Regions from separate parts of the Zea mays genome. Here region 2 is linked to region 1. A link is a contact called in public Hi-C data. All regions are on one chromosome and are shown on one strand. Each heading gives the region's core, a stretch centred on a gene start, on an enhancer-like site or on the middle of the called end of the contact. The rest is flanking DNA. Distances are from core to core; before and after follow the strand shown. Region 1 holds the start of LOC100279519. Region 2 holds the start of LOC100382265 (RUBISCO activase1).

What was found. Hi-C and Micro-C count contacts between places; a contact is called where the count stands out from the background.
Region 2: a Hi-C map of ear shows a contact between it and region 1, with 2.8 times the contacts expected there. The contact joins the promoter of LOC100382265 here to the promoter of LOC100279519 in region 1. A contact is called at or near these places in 4 of 25 Hi-C or Micro-C datasets (ear, leaf and tassel).

Annotation. Positions count from the first base shown.
Region 1 is chr4:1,031,460-1,038,971 of Zm-B73-REFERENCE-NAM-5.0, forward strand. LOC100279519 reads right to left here and starts at 4,411. Exons shown (of 1, transcript NM_001152518.2): 1 at 2,270-4,411. The coding sequence starts at 4,356. The coding sequence ends at 2,410.
Region 2 is chr4:1,218,721-1,226,232 of Zm-B73-REFERENCE-NAM-5.0, forward strand. It overlaps LOC100382265 (RUBISCO activase1), which reads left to right and starts at 4,552. Exons shown (of 3, transcript NM_001175017.1): 1 at 4,552-4,669; 2 at 4,746-5,230; 3 at 5,316-6,273. The coding sequence starts at 4,619. The coding sequence ends at 6,171. It overlaps LOC541712 (RUBISCO activase 1), which reads left to right and starts at 6,909. Exons shown (of 3, transcript NM_001111451.2): 1 at 6,909-6,963; 2 at 7,132-7,512. The coding sequence starts at 6,928.

The DNA.
Region 1 (7,512 bases), core at 3,161-5,660:
AGTAGGTCGGCTGCCTTTCTAGTAGATGTGGTTAAGTCGACTTTAGAAGCATTGGAAACTAGACTTCAAGAGCTTTCCAAAAAGTACTTATGGGCCTTCATAGCTTTTGGGAATCAAAAGATATGACTGTTTCTTCTGGACGGTTCTGTTGCGCTGGACTGACTCGGACATAGCTCTTCTTGTTGATTCGCCCTTGATATGTTTTGTCCTTCCTCTTTGTGAACCTAAGTAATATCAACATACACGACTTAGGTAGCATAAAGTTCTCATTAGTGTTTAATGAAATTCATAAAGTAGCACATGCACCTCTTGTTGTAGCTTCTTAGCTCGGCTACGTGTAATTGGTCCATCAAAGACTTGGGTTGGTGATGATGTTGGTTGTACTTGAGTTGATGTAGTATATCTTGGGGGTTGTAACGTGTTGCTTAATGGCGTGGTCATATCATCTTCACTTTCATTATCATTTTCACCTCCAACTACAATCTGTTCAGCTTCAACATTGGAAGCACCTTCGGCAGCAACTTCCTCTGACACAACTAGACCTGATCGCTTCATTACTTCTGAAATTGGTGTTGTTTCGACGATTTCGGTCTCCTCTCCTTCATGAGATACCCTAGCGGTGGATCTTACCCTGGCCATTTGTGTGTTCAGGTTCTTTAAGCCAAAGCTAATCTCAGGTGACGAAGCGCTTGCATGAAAATGCAACGCAGGAAGATTCGGCTATGGTTAAAATTTTTAACAGCACAATGGTGCGATAGCAATGAATGTCGTGGTAACTCCTCACAACCCGTTTGTTTATATAGTGTTGCAGGGAGAGAAGGTGGACCGTCATACCGCTTACACTGGCTGAGCGGTGGACCGACCGACAACCGGAATATTTTAATCGTTTCCCGACAAAAAGCTCAGGGAAGGTGTTTTTTGGACCTTCGGCATTCCGAAGCCTTCGTGTTTTTTGCGGATCGAGCTCGTTACGAAAAATGATCTAGCAACGCGAAGGGGCTTCTATTGAGGGTCTTCTTCTTTGCCGAAGGTACTCAAGGCGAAAACACCTTCGGCAAGATAATATAAAAGCATATGCGACATGATGATACGGATGAGAGCCGAAGCTATGGCTGAAGAAGCTTCGGTCTAGTATTATGATGAAGCCGAAGATCGTCACCAACTCAAGGGAAAAAGACAGTTTAGTCCTTGATTATTCGTATTATGATTGTGAGTAAATGTCAGGGACATGAATGTAATTGTGTCCGGGTTGCATCTTGCGCCTATAAATAGATGAACACCCATGTACTGTTCATGCTGGATTGTAATCACTCGCGTTATTCCCGTTCTCTCACCTCTCGGCAAGCCGAAGGTACATATGTAATATAAACATTATTGATGTTTATTTATGTTTTTGGAATATAAGGATAAACGAATCAATGATTTATGTCAATTACTATCTTTATTCCTTGGTGTTATTATTTACATTCATATTTATATGTTAAAACGATGAAGGTATGTCCTTCATGACCTTCGTCTAAAGATCATTATTTCCGGGAGGAAATAATGTTTCGGAGGATGAAGGTCTTTAACCATTAACAATTGTATTGCCTTGTTCTTGACCTACAACATTTGAGAACAAGTGATCAACAATAATATTCCAATTGGTATTTTTGTATGACATATTCTACAATTAATATCCCCGGCGTCACGAACGGCTCCGTAGTGAAGGGGCCACGACGGCGGGGTGGCGCAGCCACGAACTCCACCCCAACGACAATTCGTTGAGTCTCGGTTGCTAACCCTGCTCGACTGCGCCTCCCACTCATGTTGCAAGACCAAACGAACTCCCTAAACCACCCAGCGAAGGCCTAGAAGCGACGTACCCAAGAATTTACCGCAGTGGTGATCTTTCTCCTCCTCTCTCTCCCCTCTCTATATATGGCGGGCTTTTGGAAAGATGCAGGTTTTAGAAAAGCTATGGCTAGGTGGTGTACGACACCACATATTTAGCCATGGGCAAGAGTCCGAGCCGGTGAACGAACTCCAGCAAACCTGGGCGACGATCATCATCATGGTGGTGGTGGCTTAGGTAATAGTGTGTTGGTCAATGGCCGTTCTGGTTCCTGGTTGTCAGCCTTTGTGAGGTGTTGGAGGCGCGCCCACCGCTGATTCTGTTCTAGTTCCCGGTTGTCATCCTTTGGAGTTTGGATCTTATTTGAATAACTATCTTATTTGAGTAAGATCTACCTATATGAATATAAGACATATAGATATCATAGTACAGTATCACACGGAACTAACTATATCATAGATATCATAGTATATCACACGGAACTAACTATTCAGGGCCCGTGTTAGGATGAACGACGTCGAAATAATATAGAAACATGCACAAATTTGATAGCCTTAAAATGCTAGCTACAGTACCTATCTATCTGCTGCCCATGTGGACATGGCATAGAGTATGCGTCCCTTCCAGCCCTGGAGGAGCCACTGCTGATCCACATCGATGACAAAGTCCTTGTGGTAGCCCTCCTTGACCAAATCACTCAAACACTTGACCGTGCTAGGATCCAGCGGCAGCTGCCTGAGCCCTGCCCTGCTGCACCGCACCTGCCACTGCCTATACGTCTCGGGTCGCTCCACCCTCTCCGAGCCCTCGCAGGTGATAACGTTCAAGGCACACCGCCCCAGCAGCTCCCGCTCGACCAAGACGCGGTCGTCGCTGTCCCGCGGCGTCGTCGCGTCCATCATGTCGAACAGCGCAGAGTAGTAGAAGAGCGCCTCCCTGAACCGCGTCGCGAAGAAGGGCGCGTTGTGCGAGCTGTTGTCGACGTAGAGGACGAACACCTCCGGCCGCATCCTGCTGATGTTGCCGAGGACCATGTCCCTAGGGCTCGGGCAGTCTCCGTCGACGCCCTCGTCGTCCATGAGTTTCCCGAAGTAGAAGAGACCATTGACGACGAGCACCTCATCTGGCTCTATCTCGAGGTCCTCGGCAAAAATCATCTCCCACTTGGTGGCGACGATGCTGCGGAACTTGAACGGGACGCCGCACTGGCGGGCGAAGTCGCTGAGCCGGCGCCCAGCCCCCTCGGTCCGGGTAGCCGAGCGGAACCCAGGCTGGGGGAAGTCGATGCCGGTGATCCTCACCTCCGGCGGCCCACCCACCCGGGTGGCCCAGGCACCCAGCAGGAGCAGCCAGTGGAAGCCGTGGTCCACGCCGTAGTCCACGATGTGCACCTTCTTCCTCCCCGCGACGGCCTTGCTGATGGCCATATGACAGGACTTGAAGGCTACCATTCTGAAGCAGCAAACTTGCATGGACAGCAGGTATGCCTTCAGGAGGTGGACACCAGCCGGGGCGCGCTTCGGCTTTGCGCCGGTGCCGGCTAGCCGCAGCTCGAGTCCCTGGGCGAAGCAATGTGCTAGCCTCTGCGAGGCGTCTCCCCTCGGCGAGGAGCGTTGCCTGATCTGCCGCAGCAGCTCCGTCGCTCCGGGGCGGTTGCCTGTGGACACGGCCTCTGCGCAGTGGACGAGCAAGGTGCGCAGGTCTACTGCCTCGTTGCCGCTGCTCCTCTGCTGCCTCCCCTGTCCCTGCCGTGACATGGCACCAGGCACGTTGGTGCTCAAGCCGTTCATTTTCTCCAGGGCCACCTCGTAGCCTCTGAGAAATACGCCGTCGGTCACCTCGCCGCTTTCCTCCAGCTCTGGTGCAATCAGCTTGGCGCTTCTAGTGTCGGCCTCGTCGTCGCCGTCATCATCATGGTGGCAGCCCCTGCCTCTACGGTTATTACCACTACTCTCCTGGAAGAATAATGGCATCCCAATCCCATCCACCACTCTGTGTTTGGAGGCATAGTCACGACACAGCAGGCTGGTGTGGGTGCTGCTGGCGACGACGGGCAAGAACTTGTTGGCCTCTTCCATACCCTTGAGGAACGCCCGGTTGAGCATGTCCATGGTTACTACCCCGTCATCTCCAGTCGTACTCGTAGGGCCTGCAGTCTGCTGATGGAAATGGAATCCCGTACCGTCTGGGTAGTAAATTGCTGTCGTGTCGGCTGTTGCCGAGCCGGAAACAGAGGATCCAGCCGAGCCCGCGAGGATCTGAGCGAAGGGCTCCTCAGCGGCCTGAAGGAGCGCGTGGTGGTCGGCATACTGGAACTGGACGTCGTCGTCCTCCATGAGCAAGCGCCTGATGAAATGGAGGTCTATCATCGAGTCCTTGCCATCGTCACCAGGGTGGGGTGTCGGAGGCAGGTCGAGGAAGATGGACGGCGAGAAGGGCTCGGAGTCGTCGGCGGCTGGATCCTCCGGCGTTGGGGCCATGGCAGTCTCGCGCTGGTGGGTGTGGGTGTGATGTGGGTGCATCAAAAAGTCTAGCAGATGGAGGGAGCACTACGCCGCCGCCTAGGGTGGGAAATCATGGAATGGAAGAAGAAGGAAGGCTCCGGGAAGCTGGCGCTGCGACTGCGACTTCTTCGTTATTACACTCCGCTTTCTACGCTACAGCCGAGGAAAAAAATTTAGCTTTGACTTCAATAAAAATCGATTTGTTAAAAATCATCCAAAATCAAAATAAAGATATAATTTATCGAGTCGTTGTAATGGTAGAAATCCGTCACTTTAAATCATGAACCCTATATATACCTTCATCTTTCTGTGCATGGAATCCCAACGATAATAAGATTATCTCCACCGCCAAATTCTTAGAAAAGTTGGTTAGAAAAAAAGTTAATCCAGCTTCTCTAGGACAATGTCAAAAACAACTCGGCTGGCTGGAACCACACCAAAATTCTTAGAAAAGCTGGTTAGAAAAAAAAACTAATCCAGCTTCTCTAGGACAATATCAAAAACAACTCGGCTGGCTGAAAATCGTATAAGGGCATGTACAACCCTGACACTGTTGAACGGTACTCCAAGTATAAGACATAACTAAAACACAATATAATACAGTGGACATGTCTAAAATATGTGTCTTATCATATTTATTGTACCAATTAGAGCATTAAATAAATTAAAGTGATCAATCAGCTAGCCTCCTATCTTGAACATAAAGTTAAGACACTGTGTCTTCGTCAAGATATATATCTTGGGTTTTTTTACATTCACCATTTAGACACACTCGAAGATACAACTAAAAACACTATTGTATGTACCCCAAATGATATACATATGGGGGCCTGTTTGCTTTGCAGTCCTGGGCCTGGGACTGCTAGACGAGGCGAGTAGGCGACACAGCGATCTGAACCTGAAGACATCCAAAATCACAGGCCTCTCAGGTTTTTTTGATAGGACAGGAGGGGCAAGCCCCTACTGAAATTTTATTAAAATTTTAAAACGACAGAGTTAGAAGCATACAGGAAAGTAAATTACAAAATTACAAAAGGGTAAAATTGACGGGATCTATTGCCAATGCTGAAGCCATTCAGGTATTGTCGAATCGAATCTTCCTTTAGCTCTAAGCGTGACCAGATGTAATTCCTTTGCGAACTCATTTTTACAATGCTGCACTGTTGGGTCCTTATCCTGAAAAAGCCAGGCATTACGGCACTTCCAAATGCTCCAAGTCATGAGAATGACAATTTCCATAGAGAAGGAAACATTGAGCTGCTGCATTAGATTTACTGCAGCGTCCACAGGATTAGTAATTCTTGGGGGCGTCAGACCAATAGAATTCCAGCAGCCTTCGCGAAGTTACATTTGAGGAAAAGATGATAAAGGGTTTTCTCCTTTTGGCAGATGCAATTTTCACAAGTGTAAGACTCAAGATTCATGTTTTTCCTCCTCAGCATATCCCTTGTATTGAGTCTGTTCTTTAACCAAAGCCAAAAAAACCTTATGTTTTGGTTGACACTTATTTTTCCAAAGCGATCTGAAGATCTGATGAACTTGAGCCTGACCCATCAAATGTCTATAAGTTTTCTTTGTAGAGAAATTATCAGCTCCCCAAATGAGTTTCCAAGCATCTTTTGTGTTGGCCACCATGATTTGCCCCCAAGTTGCATCTAAGTCAAGAAATTGTTCATAGGCTTGCACCGACAGAGGAAGCTGAAAAATTTCAATAAGGTGTTCCTTTTGGATAGCTTCTTTGACGGTAAGTTTGCTGTTACAAGCAAAGGAAAATAATTCAGGATATTGATGAGCCGGGGTGCCCCTATTCCACATATCTTCCCAGAAAAGAATGGTTCTTCCATCCCCAATAGTTGGGGCAGCCAGTCCCTTGTAATCTTGGACAAGACTAAGCAAACTTTTCCACCAAAAGGAGCCAATTTTTGAGCAGCCAGGGAGCCTGTCTGTCCTATAATAGTTGCTCCAAACCAGGTTTACCCAGGGAATATCATGATTGTTGAAGAACTTGTGCAAAAACTTCAGAAGCAGAGCTTTGTTGTGTGTCTCTAATCTTACCACTCCCAGGCCCCCATTTTTTTAGTCTGTGTAATCATACTCCAAGCAGCCAGAGCGGGTTTCTTCGAATTGACGTCATTTCCTCTCCAAAGACAATGTTTCCGATAAGAATCAATCTTCTTGACCGTGGTAACCGGAATTTTCATGGTGCACATCAAAAAGGTCGGGAGAGCTGAGAACACCGAGTTAACAAGCTCTAGCATGCCAGCCTGGGAAAGGAGAGCAGAGGTGCATGACAATCTCTTCTCAATCCTATGAATGAGCGGTAAAAAGTGGCAGATTTTAGGCTTTGACAGACCAAGCGGAACACCAAGGTAGGTAAAGGGCAATGAACCTAACTGACAGTTGAGGGTTCCGGCTAGAATCTCCATTTTAGCGGGACAGACATTGATGGGGTACATACTTGATTTATTGTAGTTCACCTTTAGCCCCGTCGAAGTTGCAAAAGAGTTCAGAACAGCTCTAAGAAAAAATAGTTGTCTAGGGCAAGCTTCCATTATCAACAGTGTGTCATCCGCATATTGAACTATCGGAAAATCTTGACCACAGTTCGCGGCCAGGGGTAACATGAGCAGGTCTTGCTGCCGCACTTTATTGATGATGCTTTGTAACAAATCCGCCGCGAGAACAAAAAGAAGAGGCGAGAGGGGATCTCCCTGCCTAACCCCGCGCTTGCAATGAAAGGTTTTCCCTGGTACACCATTAAGGAGGACTGAGGACGTGCCAGACCGAAGAATATCCCTAATCCAGCTCATCCATCTGGGCCCAAAGCCTCTATGCAACATCACCTGAAGAATCAACTCATGCTCAAGAGAATCAAAGGCCTTTTCAAAATCCAATTTGAGCACAATAATCTCTTTTTTTGAAATATGACAAAGATGAATATATTCAAATGCCCAGGCCAAGCAGTCCTGAATGGTTCTTCCTTTGATGAAGCCATATTGATTTTTGTGAACAAGGGAAGTCATCACTGTCTGTAACCGATTGGCCAGCAGCTTAGTGATGATTTTCATACTATTATTCAGCAGCGAAATTGGTCGGAAATCACCCACTAAACTAGCATTATCCTTCTTCGGGATCAGGACAATATAAGAACCATTGATGCTTCGAAGACAAACA
Region 2 (7,512 bases), core at 3,302-5,801, 190 kb after region 1:
AACTTGTTCAGTTCTTGTGTTGTGGACATAGCTGAAGGTAACTGGCATTGTGATTTTGCTAAGTGCCACGATCTGTCGTCCTCCGAAGCCACAAAGAGGGTGTGTAGAATCATGAATCTTGTCCTCTGGTTCTTGCATCTGCTTGAAGGCTTTGCAAATATAATGTCCGTTGCACTGCCTGTATGGACCAGAAAACCCTTGATGACACAAGATATGACCATAGCATCATTGTGAGGATAATCTTTTAGCTGAAGATCCTACTGAGAGAAGGTGATTGGAATGTGGGACCACTTGGACCTGATAAAGGGTCCTTGCACCCCAACATGCTGCACTCTTCTCTGTGCTTCCTTCTTCTACTTCTTGTTAACTAGCTCTGAACTTGAACCGCCCGTGATTGGGAGCACCAGCTTCGTAGCCGAAGGTGCTACGACTTGGTTGTTGAACGAAGCCATCAGCTCAACAGTGGAAGTAAGTTCACCGGAGGTGGGCGACAATGTTGGGGACTTGTTCTCAAATGTTATGAGTCAAGAACAAGGCAACACAAAACATTAATGGTTAAAGTCCTTCGTCCTTCGAAGCATTATTTCCCTTATGATATAATGATCTTCAGACGAAGGATATGAAGAACATACTTTCATCATCACAGTGCATAATAATGGAAGTAGAAGCATACGAAACATGAGAAGTATCATGAATAATCATACTATATCATTTATATATCTTTATTTTAGTATTATCAATGAATATGAACAATATTGAATTACATTTATACCTTCGACTTGATAGAAGGCGGAAATTCAAGTGTGACGTGCGAGTGAATACCAGTCAGCGTGAACAGTACGGGGTTACTGTTCATCTATTTATAGGCACGGGACGCAGCTCGGTCGAAATTACATTCATGCCCTCGACAAATAAATATAAACATGACACAAACTATCATGGACTGATCGGCCTTTTCCTTTTTAGGTCGGTGCAGCCCTTCGTCTCAAGGCATGTCACTATGTCGAAGCTCCTTGGATCGTAGCTTCGGCCTGTACCTTCGTGATGTGTCTGCTTATGTGCCAACTTGCTTAGAGGACCTTCGGCGACGAAGCAGGCCCCCAACAGGAGACCTGGTATAGAAGACCATCTTGCCACTAAGGAGCAGAGACCGGAAGTTTGGGAAGTGGTCGTCAAGCTGGGAAGGCCTTTACAAGATCACACGAGTAATATCTGGTAACGCCTACATGTTACAAACGTTACAAGGCAAAGACTTGCGCAAGGCACTAAACGGGCGTTTCCTAAAGCAATATCATCCTAGTATGTGGCAAGATGCTTAAGAGAACCGATGTGATCACATCGAGTTGGTTCTAGCCTGTGTCAGTGCTTTTGGTTCGCTCAGATTCTCCAAAAGGCAGGGGGCATGTGTGAGCACCGTTTGTGGCACTGGGCACAGCCTAGACGGTCCGGCTGGTGGATGGTCTGTGAATAGATCGAATCAGGCGGTTAAAACTCCTATCTCCTCGCGTGTTTAGCCCCTAACCACGTGGAAGCTGTTGGAGAACGCCTAGGAACGGATCTAGACCTCCAATTATATATTTGAACGGGTACGGCCGATTGAAAAACCAACAATCGAATCAACAATCAAATCATCTCATGTTTTTACCTTTTGTCCTAGGAGTAGATAGTAACATAGTTTTCTCTCTCCGGCTCTACGTCATTTAGAGACGTCTTGGGTGGCCTGTCGATCCTAAGATAAACTCTAGGATCTCTTCTCTCTGACGGAGTCCCTCATAGGAGCGACATCAAGGTGTTGTTCGGCGAACTCCGTCGCCTCTGCACACGCGTGGAACGTCCGGCTTGTCACGTAGAAACCCTAGCTTTTGCGCCAGGTCGCGGACCGTTCGGCCCTCAGTCACGGACCGTTCGTTCCTCCGACTCATCGATCGGCATCAAAACTTCTATTGGTTATTCCTGATGAACAAGCTTCACACCAGCGATAAGCTCTTTAGAAAAAAAAAATATAAGGCAGAGGATCAGACTTGTCAGCTTTGCGGCGCTGTGGTGGAAGACAAGTGGCATGCATGCCTTTGTTCAATGCACTGATGCGGTGAACACCTGTCCATATGGCCGGCGTGGCGAGGCACCTCCTGCGACTTTCCTCCAAGTCTCATTCCAGAAGCCTGCCTGGAGTATGTAGTCCCTACGGTCTTTTGGAGAACAGGAACGAGGTCGTCGTCGTCATTAGGGAGGTGTGTCCTCGCCGGCCTCTTAGAATTATCTCCAAAAAAACAAAAAAAAACGGCTCGAACCACTGGTTTTAAAAGTATTTTGGTGTATTTGAGAGTACGGGACAAGTCCAGATACCTTCAATGGATTTTACTCAAAAAAATGTGTGGTAGCTGATCCACAACGTGTATCGACAAGTTAGCTGATCCACAGCGTGTGGCTGCTCTCATCGTCTCCGGGTGGTGGGGTATCTCAGTCATAGCACAGCTTGCTAGGTCGCTCTAGAATATTCATGCACGCTTCTGTGGGGCCGGGACTGATGACGTGTCGTGTATGCATTGCAGCCTCTACTGCCTGGATTTGCTTGCCTTCTCTTGACAAAAGATCTCGTCTCTTCAAAAGACACCCTTTAGGTTTAGGGGTTGTTCGTTTCGCCGTTAATCTATTTAGATTAGATGATATTGAGTCGGTTTAAATTCATAGCAAGTTTTAACTAACCTAATTTATCTCAATACACACCAATCCATATAGAATTAAAATAACCGAACAAAGCCTTAGATGGTACAGGTATCTCTTAGCATTGGCCTCTTATTATAAACACCTCTTAGACTACACCCTTTTTATCTATATAAGTAAGGCATTCTATCAATAAAGAATACATATATTTTACTCGTACTGTCGTGTCTCTCGCTTTTGCTCTATAGTCACCTTCTACTTCTCGGACCCTAGCAAGCTGCTAACTGAACTAAGCATGATGCATGCTAATTAAGGCTCTTTCCAACAACAAACTCTAAATCATCCGCTATAATATAGCGTCTCTATGCACTGTTCAATCACGCACGCCAACTTCTTTCATTCTCTCGTACGCTTGATCGGAAGCTCTAGAGCCATCGTCGTGAAAGCGTAGGAGACGTCCGCCTCTGGTGGTGGTAGCCATGGCACCAGAACGTATAGCCGCATGACAGCTCGTCGAAGTCGTTGGAGCTCTCGACGATGCTGAGCTCGACGGTCTCGCCTCCTTCCCTGTCCCCGCCCCTGTCGTAACCACCGCCGAGCTACGCGTCCGAGCCATGGGTAGTACAACGCATACGGCGTGGTCGAGAGGGAGTAGCCGAGGGACGGCGGGAGGTCGGTGGCTAGGGACGACGTTGGCAAGGTGGACCTCATGATGCTTGTCGACAATGGCGACGTCATCTACCTCGCCGAGCTCCTGGTGTTCCTCAACTACCTCAGCATGGAAATCGTGGACGCTTGGCTAGTGCTGGAGGAAATGTTTGATTAAGCATTATAGTCGATAGACATGAACGACGTAATGTATTTTTTAAAAAAGTCGGATAACTTTTTCCTTGTAGAATCACGAGTAGTAATGTAGGGTACAAAATGTAATTATTTTAATTAGTTCCTAGTTCATTTTTGCTAGGAGGGATTTTTATTGTCTGGTACATTAGTTTCCTAAATAATATGTAATAATATTATTTTCACAAAATAATCAATATATGGTGCATAGCGTATTTTAATTCTGCGACATATGAATAGTTTTATTTAAGCAACCAATAAAAATCCAATTTGTATTGCCAAATGTGGCACAATGTAGATATAGAGAGGACTGAATTTAGAGAATATTGCTGGAGATAACGAAAATATATATAGAGTACATAATGTTTTAGAATGTGTTGTAAAGGACAGGGAATATTCTTTTAGGGTTAGTTTGGAAATCTTATTTTCCTAAGTGATTTTTATTTTCCTAACGCCCTATTTGGATCATTGGAATTGAATTCCATTCTAATAATAGTAATTTAGGCATATATCAATTAAGATAATTCGATTTTATATAAAATATATTTGTATATTATTATTAGCAAGATGTCGGAGATATTTATGTGCTACATTTTTACTATAGAGGAGTGAGACAAAGAGTGTCATGTAAGTTACAGAGTAGAAACAAATTCTACTAATGCATAAAATCATTTCTCATCTTCCACCCATGAATTTAAGTTAAGTTTATATCTGAATTTTGTAAAGTGGTGTAATGTCAAATTCTAAACTAAATAAATTAGTTTATTGAGTGAATTCTAATTCCTCTAAAAATGAAGGGATCCAAACGCCCCGTAAGAGAAATTAATTTATTTTCTCTTGTAAAAATTAGAATCTCTCGAGAAAACGGTGTTGCTAAACTAGACTTTAGAGAATAAATTTTAGAAGATGTTGCGGGAGACAGCCAAAAAGGACGGGAAAGATCTAGAGCATGCATTCATGCATCCATCGATCTGCAACTGCAACTATATATAACCGCGTGCGGCGGCAGCTTGCAATTGCATTGTGTTGAATCCTCATCGATCGTCAGCTAATATAATAGCATATATATACTCCGATCTCAGAATTGAAGCTCCGATCCATCCGTCGACCACCTATGGCTGCCGCTGCAGCTTTCTCCTCCACTTCCGTCGTCGCTGCTCTCGCGGTAAGTACTCTACAGAGCTAGGCAGCTAGCTGGTAGTAAGATCGACGAGACAGAGTCACTGAAGATATGTATGCAGGCGAGCGGCTTCCTCGGCAAGAAGCTCGTCACCAGCATCATCATCAGGAATAAGAAGAAGGGGTACGACTCCCTGCATGGCGCCACGACCACCATCAGAGTCAGAGCCATGGCGGTGAACAAGGAGACGGAGCAGGACAGGTGGAGGGGCCTGGCCTTGGACACCTCGGACGACCAGCAGGACATCACCAGGGGGAAGGGCCGCGTGGACCCGCTGTTCCAGGCGCCCATGGGGGACGGCACCCACGTCGCCGTGCTCAGCTCCTACGACTACATCAGCCAGGGGCTCAGGCACTACAGCTTGGACAACATGATGGATGGCTACTACATCGCTCCCGCGTTCATGGACAAGCTCGTTGTCCACATCGCCAAGAACTTCATGCCCCTGCCAAACATCAAGGTGCCCCTCATCCTGGGTATCTGGGGAGGCAAGGGCCAAGGGAAGTCCTTCCAATGTGAGCTTGTCTTGGCCAAGATGGGAATCAAGTAAGAATTATTAATATAATATATTAAGAAGCTACATGCATGCCTAGCATACGTACATACTGAATAGAAATTTAATAATACTTAGCCCCATCGTTATGAGCGCCGGCGAGCTGGAGAGCGGCAACGCCGGCGAGCCTGCGAAGCTGATCCGCCAGCGCTACCGCGAGGCGGCCGACATGATCAAGAAGGGCAAGATGTGCGTGCTGTTCATCAACGACCTGGACGCCGGCGCGGGGCGGATGGGCGGCACGACGCAGTACACGGTGAACAACCAGATGGTGAACGCGACGCTGATGAACATCGCCGACAACCCCACCAACGTGCAGCTCCCGGGGATGTACAACAAGGAGGAGAACCCCCGCGTGCCCATCATCGTCACGGGCAACGACTTCTCGACGCTGTATGCGCCGCTGATCCGCGACGGGCGCATGGACAAGTTCTACTGGGCTCCCACCCGCGAGGACCGCGTGGGCGTGTGCAAGGGCATCTTCCGCAGCGACGGCGTCCCCGACGAGGACGTGGTGAGGCTGGTGGACGCCTTCCCGGGCCAGTCCATCGACTTCTTCGGCGCCCTCCGCGCCAGGGTGTACGACGACGAGGTGCGGCGGTGGGTGGCCGAGACCGGCGTGGAGAACATCGCCAGGAGGCTCGTCAACTCCAAGGAGGGCCCGCCCACGTTCGAGCAGCCGAGGATGACGCTGGACAAGCTCATGGAGTACGGGCGCATGCTGGTGGAGGAGCAGGAGAACGTGAAGCGCGTGCAGCTGGCAGACAAGTACCTCAGCGAGGCGGCGCTGGGCGACGCAAACGACGACGACGACTTGTATGGCAAGGCGGCGCAGCATGTCCGCGTGCCCGTGCCGGAGGGGTGCACTGACCCCAAGGCCGGCAACTTCGACCCTACCGCCAGGAGCGACGACGGCAGCTGCGTGTACAACTAATATAATTGTCCAAACAATTTCTGTGGCACGTACTTAAGTTTGAGCCAGGATACAAACTTTGGCCGCTAATGGTTGCTGTCGCCGGTCAAGAGGGCGTTGGCTACTTGAGTTAGATTTTGGTTGTGTTTCATCCCCACGTACGTCCAGCAAAGAAAAATTGAAGCTAGTGCATGCATGGTTCGTCATCAAATGCATGGCCGGCCGGATACAAATTTGAACTGTAGCTATCGACGTACGCATGTATTAATTTATATCAGAGAAGACAAGGAACACAGATACATACATGTCGAAACAATCATTTTCTATGGCACTTGAGCTAGCTAGCATACAATTTTGTTTTAAATGAAATGAAACTGAAGACGATCGATCGAATTGAAGGTTGTGGTTCGTGAGCAATGCAATGCAGTTTCACAGAACGTTGCCAATGCAACAAGCCACCAAGAAAAGAGAAGTCTACTCGATCTTGCAATGATTAGGCTTGGATGATGCGTGGGGCCACGTACGTATGGACATCGAAGAACCCCATCCTCAGCGTGTGGCCTGAGGGTGATGGCAAAGCTGATCCACACATTGCGGCCCCCTTTCCCCCCTCAGAGACCCTGACCTCCCGAGCACAGCCAGCCACCGCGCAACGCCGGCCACCACCACCACCACCATACCTGCTAGCGCTAGCTCTCTTTATTTAACGCCGCCGTGTGCGTGCCTCGACGACCTCACTACTTTGAGCTGCAAGGTCCGAACTAAAAAGCACAAGAAATGGCGGCCGCCTTCTCCTCCACCGTCGGAGCTCCGGTGGGTGACCGCGCGTGTTAATTCCAAGCATCTGCTAGCTGCTCTGCTGCTAGTTCGGGATCTTCTTCTTCATGCATGCATTTCATGATCATATATGTATCTCCTTGAGACCTTCTTGACGGCATATATATGTATATGTACATGCATCATGCATCGACCGATCATCAGGCCTCCACCCCGACCAGGAGCAGCTTCCTCGGGAAGAAGCTCAACAAGCCGCAGGTGTCCGCGGCCGTGACCTACCATGGCAAGAGCTCCAGCAGCAACAGCAGGTTCAAGGCGATGGCTGCCAAGGAGGTGGACGAGACGAAGCAGACCGACGAGGACAGGTGGAAGGGCCTGGCCTACGACATCTCGGACGACCAGCAGGACATCACCAGGGGCAAGGGCCTCGTCGACAACCTCTTCCAGGCGCCTATGGGGGACGGCACCCACGTCGCCGTGCTCAGCTCCTACGACTACATCAGCCAGGGCCAAAAGTCTTACAACTTCGACAACATGATGGATGGCTTCTACATAGCCAAGGGCTTCATGGACAAGCTCGTCGTC